Regions from separate parts of the Drosophila melanogaster genome. Here region 2 is linked to region 1. The links are chromatin contacts, called in public targeted proximity ligation maps. All regions are on one chromosome and are shown on one strand. The core of a region is the stretch at or near the end of the contact, and the rest is flanking DNA. Distances in the headings are between cores, read along the strand shown. Region 1 holds the start of Ace (Acetylcholine esterase). Region 2 holds the start of CG43208.

Region 1 (5,301 bases), core at 1,162-3,661:
TAAAGTCACATAGCTAAATTGAAATTTCGTTAAAAAGTAAATTAAGCTAACGAAAATGGTTCTGTGATTTGCAAAAACAGATAAACCAGATATTTATTGTACGAGAAACGAAAATAAATTAAAAACCAAGAATAAAACTGGCGAATATACTGAATGAAAAAATGTTTTGTATTAAATTTACAATCAAAGCGAACTAACATTCGGGTGGTTGGAGAAAAAATCCTGTGTAACAAAATATAAAATAATTGTGTAATAAAAGCGCATATATGCAACATAAATCTCAATCAAGAATGCAGTTCACAGACCCATAAAAAAGAAACCCTAACCATATCAGACACCCAAAGCCCAGCAAACTAGTTGTTCGCATTTGTATGCTCCCATGGATACTCGTGCATAGATACAGATGTATCTTTGGCGCTGGTACGTGAATAGTCCCCCAGCCTAAGCAAATTTATATAAAATGATAAACAAAAACAAAATACGGAATAGGAGTGAATCTGAATCTGTATCTGAGCCCAGCACGCAATCGCACGAAACTGGACAACTAATCAGCGTTTGAAACTAATAAGCCGCCGGTTGATGATGACGTGATGATCATGGGATGATGATGCTGCATGAAATGTGCGGATTATGGTGGATAGTAGATGATAGTATACTACACTAACCGTAAAGTGTGTGTTCGGGTTAAGTGTGATAAATCGACAGTTGAATTACGCGACATGTGGGCGACTCGGAGGACAGACGAGAGTGTGTGTGTGTCGAGCGTTTATCAAGCAAAATATTTACACACACACACGAATTAAGCGCACTCACGCACTCGGGCACACAATACTCAAAAGATGTGAAAAAGTGCGATGCCCAATGCACTGAAAAAAACGGCAGGCTTAATTCTGCTCAGCATTCAGAATTCAGAACGTGTGCGAATTGAACTAAATACTGAGTGAAGTTACTATTCTTACATTTTCAAAATTAAAAGTATTGGCATTTTATGTATTTCCGATTTTGCATACCTAATGGAGTCTGAAAGCATGATTTTTTTGAATACAATGTACCGTTTTACTCTATGAGATGAGCTCATAAAAGTGACATGGACCACTTTTGGAGACGGCAAGGAAATGACAATCACATGAATTTTTCCTGTGTGCCGGCGAGTGAAAGAATAAAGTAAAAGTGTCTTTTCATCAGAATTTTAAATGTGCTCGCCCTCGATGTGAGTTGCCAAAAAGTGTGTATAAGTTTGTGTATGAGAGTGGGTACAGGTGTGCGCGTGAGCCGACCGAGCGGAAGTTATGGAGCCTACGTGCCCCACAAATAAAAAAAAAAAAACCAAAATAAAAAAATAATTTCGCTTTCGTTCAGGGAAATTAAGGACGGAGGGCATTGGTTGGGAGGTGGGACAAGCGGGTGGACATTGAGGCAGCGCCACTCGATAAACCACCAATACAGGGACCAGGTCCTTGTATGTAAACAGACAAATTATGAATTTGTAAGACTCTCTCGTATATTTCCCGGGGTATCCTGTCGTTCTCCCTTTACCACTCTCCCTTTTTGCGTGTATTTGTGTGAGCTGAGGACCTCACGGATCACTGAGCTCATCAAAAATCGTTAAATGCTAAAATCGAAGAAGAAATTCCATAACCAAAACAATATCACTAAGGGGATGTTCCATTTTGATTTGTTTTCCCCAGCATTATTGTTATTACTTGAATTATATTGTTAAATACCACTTGTTAGGACAATACCAAAACATCATTTTTAATTAATAAACATTCTCGTGGGAGGAGAATCTAATCCTCTAAATAGGAAAATATTCTTTTAATATTATTTAGTCAAAATGAAAATGAAAAAGACATAGACCTAAGTAATAAATATTCAAAGCTATTATTCTGCAAGGCAATTATCATTTAAAAATTTGATTTTTTCAACAGATAACTTACCTCTTTGTGCGCTGAAACTGTTGTCCTCGGTCGCTCACTACATGACTCTGTTTATGTTTGATGTTTAAAACCTCTCCGACTCTCTGATTTGCCAATTTTCCAAGCTGTAAATAAAGTGCAGGGCTGCTTGCGTTGAATACTAGATTTTAGCACCAAAACTTCACTTTATCACACACAGAATCTGACTAATGAATTTCCTTTTCTGGCCGTGTTATGCCATATGCATGACAGGTATGTGTATGTGTGTGTTTGTTTGAAAGAGCTGGCTTGAGGACAGAAAGGGTATGGTGTTTCCCTTTAAAGATGTACGGTCTGCCTTCTTTTATCCTGCCTATTTTAAAAGTTTTTCTGGTTTTCCTTTTGGCCTTTTTTGCGCACTGAACTGAATACTAGTGTGGCGTAGTCCGCTCGATCCGCTGAACTCCGAAACTGTGTCAGCCGTTCAAAACACGACGATGTCTCTAGCTAAACTGAAGCTAAAAGGCATCGCAATGCGTACTTTAAACGGACATTGCTTTTCTGCTCTTTATTTCTCTCGGCAAAATAGCGGGACTATGCTTTCACTCTCTCTTTTCTCTCCCTCTCTCTCGACAGCTTTTGAGCGACTGTTATACCATCTCTCTCTCTCTCTTTATTTTTGGCCTGAAGCTTTAGCTTGTTTTTGTTCGCAATCAAAATCGGAAACTTTTTTCTGCGACATTTTGCCGCATTTGTTGTTGCTCTAGCGAGCCATACCAAATTTCATTATCTCAAGGGTCCGCGTTGTTTGTTTATTTGAGAGACCCTCCAGTTAAGCAAATATTTTTGTTTAATTGTTGGTAGTTCTTAATGAGCTTTTAAAAAGTCTTAAACATTTTTGTTAGTTTTTTTTTTATATTTTTGATTCTGTTTGTTTTCGTGGGGCAACCGAAAATCGATCGCACACTTTTAACACACATACAAAGTCAGCTCTCGCTCTCTTGCTCTCTCAAACACACACACACACTCTCATAAAAAGGCAGCTGATTTGCGCCGCAAAGTATGCACCACAATTGGACAATGATTTAAAACTCCTTTTAGGCCGATAAAAGTCTGGAATATTTTCGATTTGTAAACATATTTGAATTATTTTTTTTTTTTAATTTTTTGTATATGTATATATTTATTTTACAGTTTGTTGTTGAGCTCAACCGGATGAAAATCGGAACCAGCGTGACCGACGACTCGCAGCAGAATGCGGAGAATCGGAGAAAACAGCAGCCGACCACAACAACAGCTGCAAAATGCGGCGTCGGCGTCCGGGATGAACAACTTTTTGGCTACACACACACCATCATATGGACGGTGAAATGGGGGGGTGATATATTATAGGAAATTTGATATGAAAACATTGACAAGCAGCCGCATAAAGCTTCTTGCGGCACGAAGAGCTTTCCCAAAACGAAGCTGAGGTTGGCCAAGTTTTTATTCTTAGCGTCGATTGATTGCTGGCCGGGAAACCGAATGCGGCAGTGGCTAAGATAAGCGCCAAAAGGCATAAACGGAATGGCCAAACATTTGACTGATAAGTTCCGCTGATAAGGGCATTCACAATGTGTACGAACTTTAAATGTTTTTTCTTTGCTTTCTTGCTAGTATTGTAATTTAAGAATTGGGAGAAGAAATTTCATTAAACATTGTTTCGATGGAAGCATAGTATAAACGAATGATAACGACAAATGTAATAAAATTAGTTTAATAAAATTGTATTAATATTTTCCGTACCTTTTGTGTTCACTGTTATTGACTGTTGTTTCGAAAAAATGTTTATTTTTTTCACACAAATAATATCTACACAAATACTGTCTACACAAATACTACTTACACAAAGACTATCTATGTATTTGGTTTAAAAAGATTGAGTTCTCTTTTAACTAACCTTAGTAACCCAATAAATACTTTGCTTAACTCTCAGATCGGCCCTCGCTGCCAAAAGCTTTTTCGCGAAGCTTTCCTTCGAAAGTGCGCGTCGGCAGTGCGACGGGTGACAACCCTGCCTGCAGTGGGCATGCAACTTGTTGCGCCGGTTTGCGCTTCTCAGTCTTCATTCCATTCTCGAATCCCCCGGACGTCGACCTCCGATCCGATCGTCTACTTGGTTTGTTATTGTTTCCTTTGGCTGCCTGGCATTCGGCTATTAAGTTGTTTTCGATCTTAAATACGTGGGTGCGTGGTATACAGTATTTATAAAATACTTACGCATAGTTGGCGTACGCCTATTAATTGGCGCATACTTCAGATTCGGCTGGTCTAATTAATCCGAATTTCACCGTGTGCTAATTTCGCCAACCGGTTTGTGGGCGATCTGCAATTGTTTTTATGATGACTTAAGATGGGCGATGACTTAAGACGACACACCCCGTCAAGTGCAGTGCTCGCTAGCATTGTGATTTGCATAATGACGACACTTGTTTTGAGAGTACTATAATCACCACTTGATCGTGGAATTCGGCTCGAAATCGGCGGTCGAGGCCTCGACCTCATACTCTGCCTTATTTTTGCCTTATTTTGGTCACAATCAGTTTTGACGTCAGTGTTTCTAAAATCAGTCTCAAAACCGAGCCAAATCGGTCGTTAGTATGTTTGTCACGACCCAAAAGTGAAATCTAAATGCAGAAGAAAGCCATTCAAATGCATTTTTCGGTGGTAAAACCTGAGTGTATGCATATTTTAATAATATTTTCTAAAAAGTGAAAAAGTATTTTTAGGAGAAAGCCGAATATTTAATCATTTTATAGTGAAGGAAGATATTAACTAAAATTCAAACTTCAGTAATCTTCAAAGGCCTAACTCAAGGTCTACTTATATAATATATAATTTGAAATTGCATATGACTAAAAACTATTTATAAATGAGTGTGGTATGCAAACACAAATGGGGTTTACTGAAGGATTTACTTGCTCGAATAACTTGACATTCACTATCTTAAATGGGAACGTTGATACAGCGATGGAAAAAATGATTTAGAAATAGAAGTGACGTTTTAGAAGCTCTTTTAATTAGGTGGGGTTTATCAGAATCGTGTTCTATCGAAATGCAAGATTTAATTTGTTAGCTCATTAAAAATATTATGAGGTCACTTTTTTAAGGCGCATATCAAATTAATGACATGTGTTTTGCTTATTAAAAATATACGAAATGCAGAAATTAGTTTTATGCTCGAGCAAGCTCCAAGTCTTGAAGTTTTTAATGAGATATGCTCTATTAAGAAGACGACTGATAAGCTTCAGTTTTTTATGGATCTTTCCACTAATAAGATCCCTTGTATTTATCTTATCGCACAGCTGAAATCGCTCTGAACAAACAACACCACTCATCACGATGCCAAATCCACTGTGGTTCGTCT
Region 2 (5,147 bases), core at 2,490-4,989, 45 kb after region 1:
GTTTTGTTTTGAATTTTTATTTGAATACTTTTTCAATATATAAATTAATATTTTCCTTATGCAGAACCATTTCTACGACGAAATTCGAACCCACTTACGCGCGTCAGGCCTTCCCATGCTTCGATGAACCAGCCATGAAGGCCACATTCGCCATTACAGTGGTTCATCCATCGGGATCCTACCACGCCGTTTCCAACATGCAACAAACGGTGAGCTCAAGTAAACAAACAATTTAAATGGGTTAAACAAAATTTAAATAATAGGAATCCAATTATCTGGGTGACTATACTGAGGCCATCTTCGAGACGAGTGTGTCGATGAGCACCTACCTGGTATGCATCATTGTGTCCGACTTCGCTTCCCAATCGACCACGGTGAAGGCCAACGGAATTGGCGAGGACTTCTCCATGCAAGCCTATGCCACCTCGCATCAGATCAACAAGGTCGAGTTTGCTCTGGAGTTCGGACAAGCTGTCACGGAGTACTATATTCAGTACTATAAGGTGCCCTATCCGCTGACCAAACTGGACATGGCCGCCATTCCCGACTTTGCATCTGGGGCCATGGAGCACTGGGGATTGGTGACTTACAGAGAGACCGCTCTGCTGTACGATCCCAGTTACAGTTCCACAGCGAACAAACAATCGATAGCCGGAACACTGGCCCATGAGATTGCACACCAGTGGTTCGGAAACCTGGTCACCATGAAGTGGTGGAACGATCTGTGGCTGAACGAGGGATTCGCCCGCTACATGCAGTACAAGGGAGTCAATGCTGTGCACCCGGACTGGGGAATGGTAAGGAAATGGATAATACCGATTTGAATCCTCAAAGAAAATATCTTATATTTACCAATCAGCTGGAGCAATTCCAAATCGTGGCCCTGCAACCCGTGTTGTTATACGATGCCAAGCTATCATCCCATCCGATTGTCCAGAAGGTAGAAAGCCCCGATGAAATTACGGCCATATTCGACACCATCAGTTACGAAAAGGGAGGATCCGTGATCCGCATGCTGGAGACACTTGTGGGCGCCGAAAAGTTTGAGGAGGCGGTGACCAATTACCTGGTCAAGCATCAGTTCAATAACACGGTGACCGACGATTTCCTCACCGAAGTCGAAGCTGTGGTAACTGACTTGGATATCAAGAAACTGATGCTCACCTGGACCGAACAGATGGGTTATCCGGTGTTGAATGTCTCCAAGGTTGCAGATGGTAGTTTTAAGGTTACCCAGCAGCGATTCCTCTCCAATCCAGCCAGTTACGAGGAAGCCCCTTCAGATAGCGCATACGGATACAAATGGAGTGTTCCGATTACCTGGTTTGCTGATGATGGTTCAGAGAACAGCTTCATATACGACTACGATGTGGACTCTGTGGGTATTGCCGTGCCCAGCGAGGTGCAGTGGATCAAGTTGAATGTCAACCAAACGGGCTACTATCGGGTTAACTACGAGGAGAGCCTGTGGGCCCTGCTCATCCAGCAGCTAACCACCAGTCCCGCTCGATTCGAAATCGCCGATCGTGGCCATCTTTTGAACGATGCCTTCGCCCTGGCGGATGCCAACCAACTATCCTACAAAATTCCTCTGGATATGACCGCTTACTTGGCCCAGGAGCGCGACTTCGTGCCCTGGTATGTGGCCTCCAATAAGCTGAGGTCGCTCCATCGCAGTCTCATGTTCAGCGAGGGATACGTGTCGTACCTCACCTATGCCAGAAGTCTGATCGCTGGCGTATACGAGGAGGTGGGTTGGACTGTGGACGCCGACAATCACTTGAAGAAGTACGTATATAAGTACCAACTTGTTTTTCTGAAAACATTACTCAAACTACTGTTATTCAAACAATCTTTATTCCTTTGCAGCCGCCTGCGTGTTTCCATTTTGACCGCCGCCTGTGCCCTGGGTGTTCCAGATTGTCTGCAGCAGGCTTCCGAGCGCTTCAGCACCTTCCTGGAGAATCCGACCACTCGACCTTCCCCCGATCTTCGCGAGATTGTCTACTACTACGGCATGCAGCAGTCCACCAGCCAATCGAGCTGGGATCAGTTGTTCCAACTCTTTGTGGCCGAAACCGATGCCAGCGAGAAACTGAAGCTGATGTACGGATTGTCTGGCGTACGGAACAGCCAGTATCTGTTCGACTTCCTGGCACAGGCCTCCAGTGATGAGAGCATCGTTCGCTCCCAGGACTATTTCACCTGTGTGCAGTACATAGCCGCCAATCCTGTGGGTGAACCGGTGGTCTGGGAATTCTACCGCGAACAGTGGCCCCAACTCACCACCCGTTTTGGCCTGAACAACCGCAACTTTGGACGACTTATCGCCCAGATTACGGCCAACTTTGCCAGCTCCGTGAAACTGGAGGAGGTTCAGCACTTCTTCTCCAAGTACCCCGAATCGGGAGCTGGAGCTAACTCCCGGTTGGAGGCCGTGGAAACCATCAAGTACAACATCGAATGGCTATCCAGAAACGAAGCTGACATCACCGACTGGCTAAGTGGAACGGCCTCGCCGCTGACCAAGAAAAACCAATTGTAAAATTGTATATTGTATATAAACTGGCCATTTAGCCAATAATTAGAGTTGCATAAGCGAAAATTCCGTTCGAGTTCAATAAAATGAAATTTCAAAATCAAACCATAAATACAACCCCCATATTTTCATTCATTTTATCCGAGGCAAGTGGGGATTTCTATAGCTTCTAGGAAATAATTGGAGATAGGGTCTTTGAGTATATGGTCAATGCGGAATCATGACCATGCGTAATTATCCTGAGTAATTAGAGTGTCCAGTCATAATAGTCGATATATGGCCTTGTTCGAATCGTAAAAGTAATGGTCTAGCATAAAACGATTTTATCTGGACACGAAGCTATATAGTATATAGTCTAGATATCGGTCAGCAATCTGATCAGGTTTATCAAGTCCAAATTGTGGGGTCAGATTCGCAACTTGCATTCAGTTTCCAATTTGGCTTCCAGCCTAGTGGAAGCAGTCGAGTAATTTTCATCGAAAAAAGAATATCCCTAAAAATGGTTGCCTGTGAGTCTTCTATATAGAGTAGCATATCCCGAAGGAACAGTAACTAATGTGAACTCATTTTAGGGCTGACGGTTAAGTCAGTGGCCATCTTTTTGGGCCTGGCCTCTACTGCTTTTTGTGTGGCCACGATTGTGCTGGCCGTTCAGAATGCGGACCTGGAGAACGATCTGCAGGATGCCCTCGATAAGATCGACGCATTGACGGTGGACACCACGTCCACGTCCTCCACCTCTACCAGCACTTCCACGACCACCACCACTGCAAATCCCAATGGGCCCACGGATGACACCGAGCCTGGCTCTACCACCACACCTGGCGTAGGAGGTGACACAACCCCCAGTGCAGGAACATCTCCGGGTGGTGAAACTTCGCCATCATCCAGTACAGGAAGCACCACCAATCCCATCTATCCGACATTGCCGACAGGACTTCCTGATCCTGAAAAGGTGAGTGAAGTGCAAGAAAAATATATTTCACGGCTATAAAAGATGTTAGTTCAGAAAAACCCTCACACAGAGTGGGAAAATTTTCAGCGATTAGACGTAAAGTCGGCATGGCTACTAATTTCGAATTTATTAAGTTCCAACTTAGTCTTACTGGTCATTTCAAGTGCTTATCGCTTGGCTAGCGTTTTTTTTCCTCTTTTTTATCATAATACAAAACGGGTCTAATTTCTTGGGTCTTTTAAGTTAGTTTAATTGCGGCTAACGCAGTGTTAGGAGCCACAAAAATGGGACACATGCAGGACAGGATTAAGGGTATTTATTGATAACGAAGGAAGTTTTGGGAAAACACCGATACCGATTCATGTATATTTTCATAGACTTGATCACCGCTGAGCGCGTGGCTATATTCTTTGGTCTATTATCGACCTGCTTGATCGTTGCCCTTGTCATTGTGGCCGTCCACAGGGATAATTTATTGCTGCAGTTGGACGAAGCCAAAAGGATGTTGGATGTTCTGGAGGAATACATTCAAAGCCACTTGTTGTCCACCATTTCGGAAAGAAATTCATAAGAATTAGGGTGCTGGCAAACATTCAAAAAGATGGCTTTCAAATCCATATCTATTTCCAAAAATGGTTAAAGCAATAAAGCAATAAAGGCAAACGGATAAGAAACCAAAATACGCTTAGGTTTCAATATTTGTGTAGTAGAGCTATTGTTGTTTGATATCTGAAATTGCACCTAATAAATTAGGACCCTAATTTCACAACATTTAGCCACTATATCCAGCTAAGGCATATTTGTTGCAACGACGTCCACTTGGTTTACGACCTGACCACAACAGTGCTATTTCCTATCGCCACCTTATCAACGCATTGCTCACTTAATAGGGCCAAAGCCCATTATCGATGGCGTGGATATTAAATAAACTTTACGACCCCGCAGATCGAATGGCGCCTGCCCACGGAACTGACGCCCATCAAGTACAAGGTGTACTACCATCCCGACTTGACGACCGGCGCCTGTGAGGGAACCGTGTCCATTCAGTTCCAGCTGAACGCGATCACCAACCTGATCGTCCTGCACGCCAAGGAGCTCAATGTGCACAGCATCAGCATCCTGAACATGATGGCGCGCATACGCGTGGCCATCGATAGCATCAACTTGGATGAGTCCCGGGAGCTGCTCCTGATCACGCTAAGAGAGGTCCTCAGTATGAACAAGGCCTACACACTGTCCGCAAGTTTCGACTGCGATCTGAGCAGTCTGGTGGGCAGCTACATCAGCAACTACACGAATGCCGATGGAGTAGATAGGTGAGTAATTTTAAGGTATATCTTGCGATGACAAACATTTTGTTAGCATGTCTAGACTAAGATGTCAGGTATCTTTATTATATCGTACTATTTATGTAGCTAAGATCGTATCTAGTGCACTGTCCGCAACTAGTACGATTGCAAGCACACTTGTGAATACCCCCAATGCATTGGAGATCATCGCATGTTGGGGCCATAAAAAAGCCGGTCTCAGCTGATGAGAGAGCTTTCCGGAGAAGCTCGAGTGCCGTGACAACTTTGGAGCCCGCTTCAGTCGGAAGTTCAGAGCAGAGCGCGACGGTCGCGATAGAAAAGAGCGGACTCCGTCTGCAAATAC

Evidence for each region.
Region 2: a contact with region 1 is called in a targeted proximity ligation map of the Kc167 cell line, with 4 times the contacts expected there. A contact is called at or near these places in 30 of 107 Hi-C or Micro-C datasets (the Clone 8 cell line, the D17-c3 cell line, the Kc167 cell line and 11 more) and 4 of 7 datasets of targeted methods (the Kc167 cell line and the S2 cell line).

The regions. Positions count from the first base shown.
Region 1 is chr3R:13,256,366-13,261,666 of dm6, forward strand. It overlaps Ace (Acetylcholine esterase), which reads right to left and starts at 2,412. Exons shown (of 10, transcript NM_001275601.1): 1 at 1,938-2,412. CG11686 reads left to right here and starts at 3,991. Exons shown (of 3, transcript NM_143947.4): 1 at 3,991-4,053; 2 at 5,240-5,301. The coding sequence starts at 5,277.
Region 2 is chr3R:13,299,687-13,304,833 of dm6, forward strand. It overlaps CG43208, which reads left to right and starts at 3,740. Exons shown (of 2, transcript NM_001260156.1): 1 at 3,740-3,806; 2 at 3,872-4,170. The coding sequence starts at 3,779. The coding sequence ends at 4,065. CG8774 reads left to right here. Exons shown (of 7, transcript NM_169502.2): 4 at 65-209; 5 at 264-797; 6 at 860-1,788; 7 at 1,870-2,648. The coding sequence ends at 2,545. It overlaps CG32473, which reads left to right and starts at 2,962. Exons shown (of 7, transcript NM_169503.3): 1 at 2,962-3,048; 2 at 3,112-3,494; 3 at 4,440-4,810. The coding sequence starts at 3,039.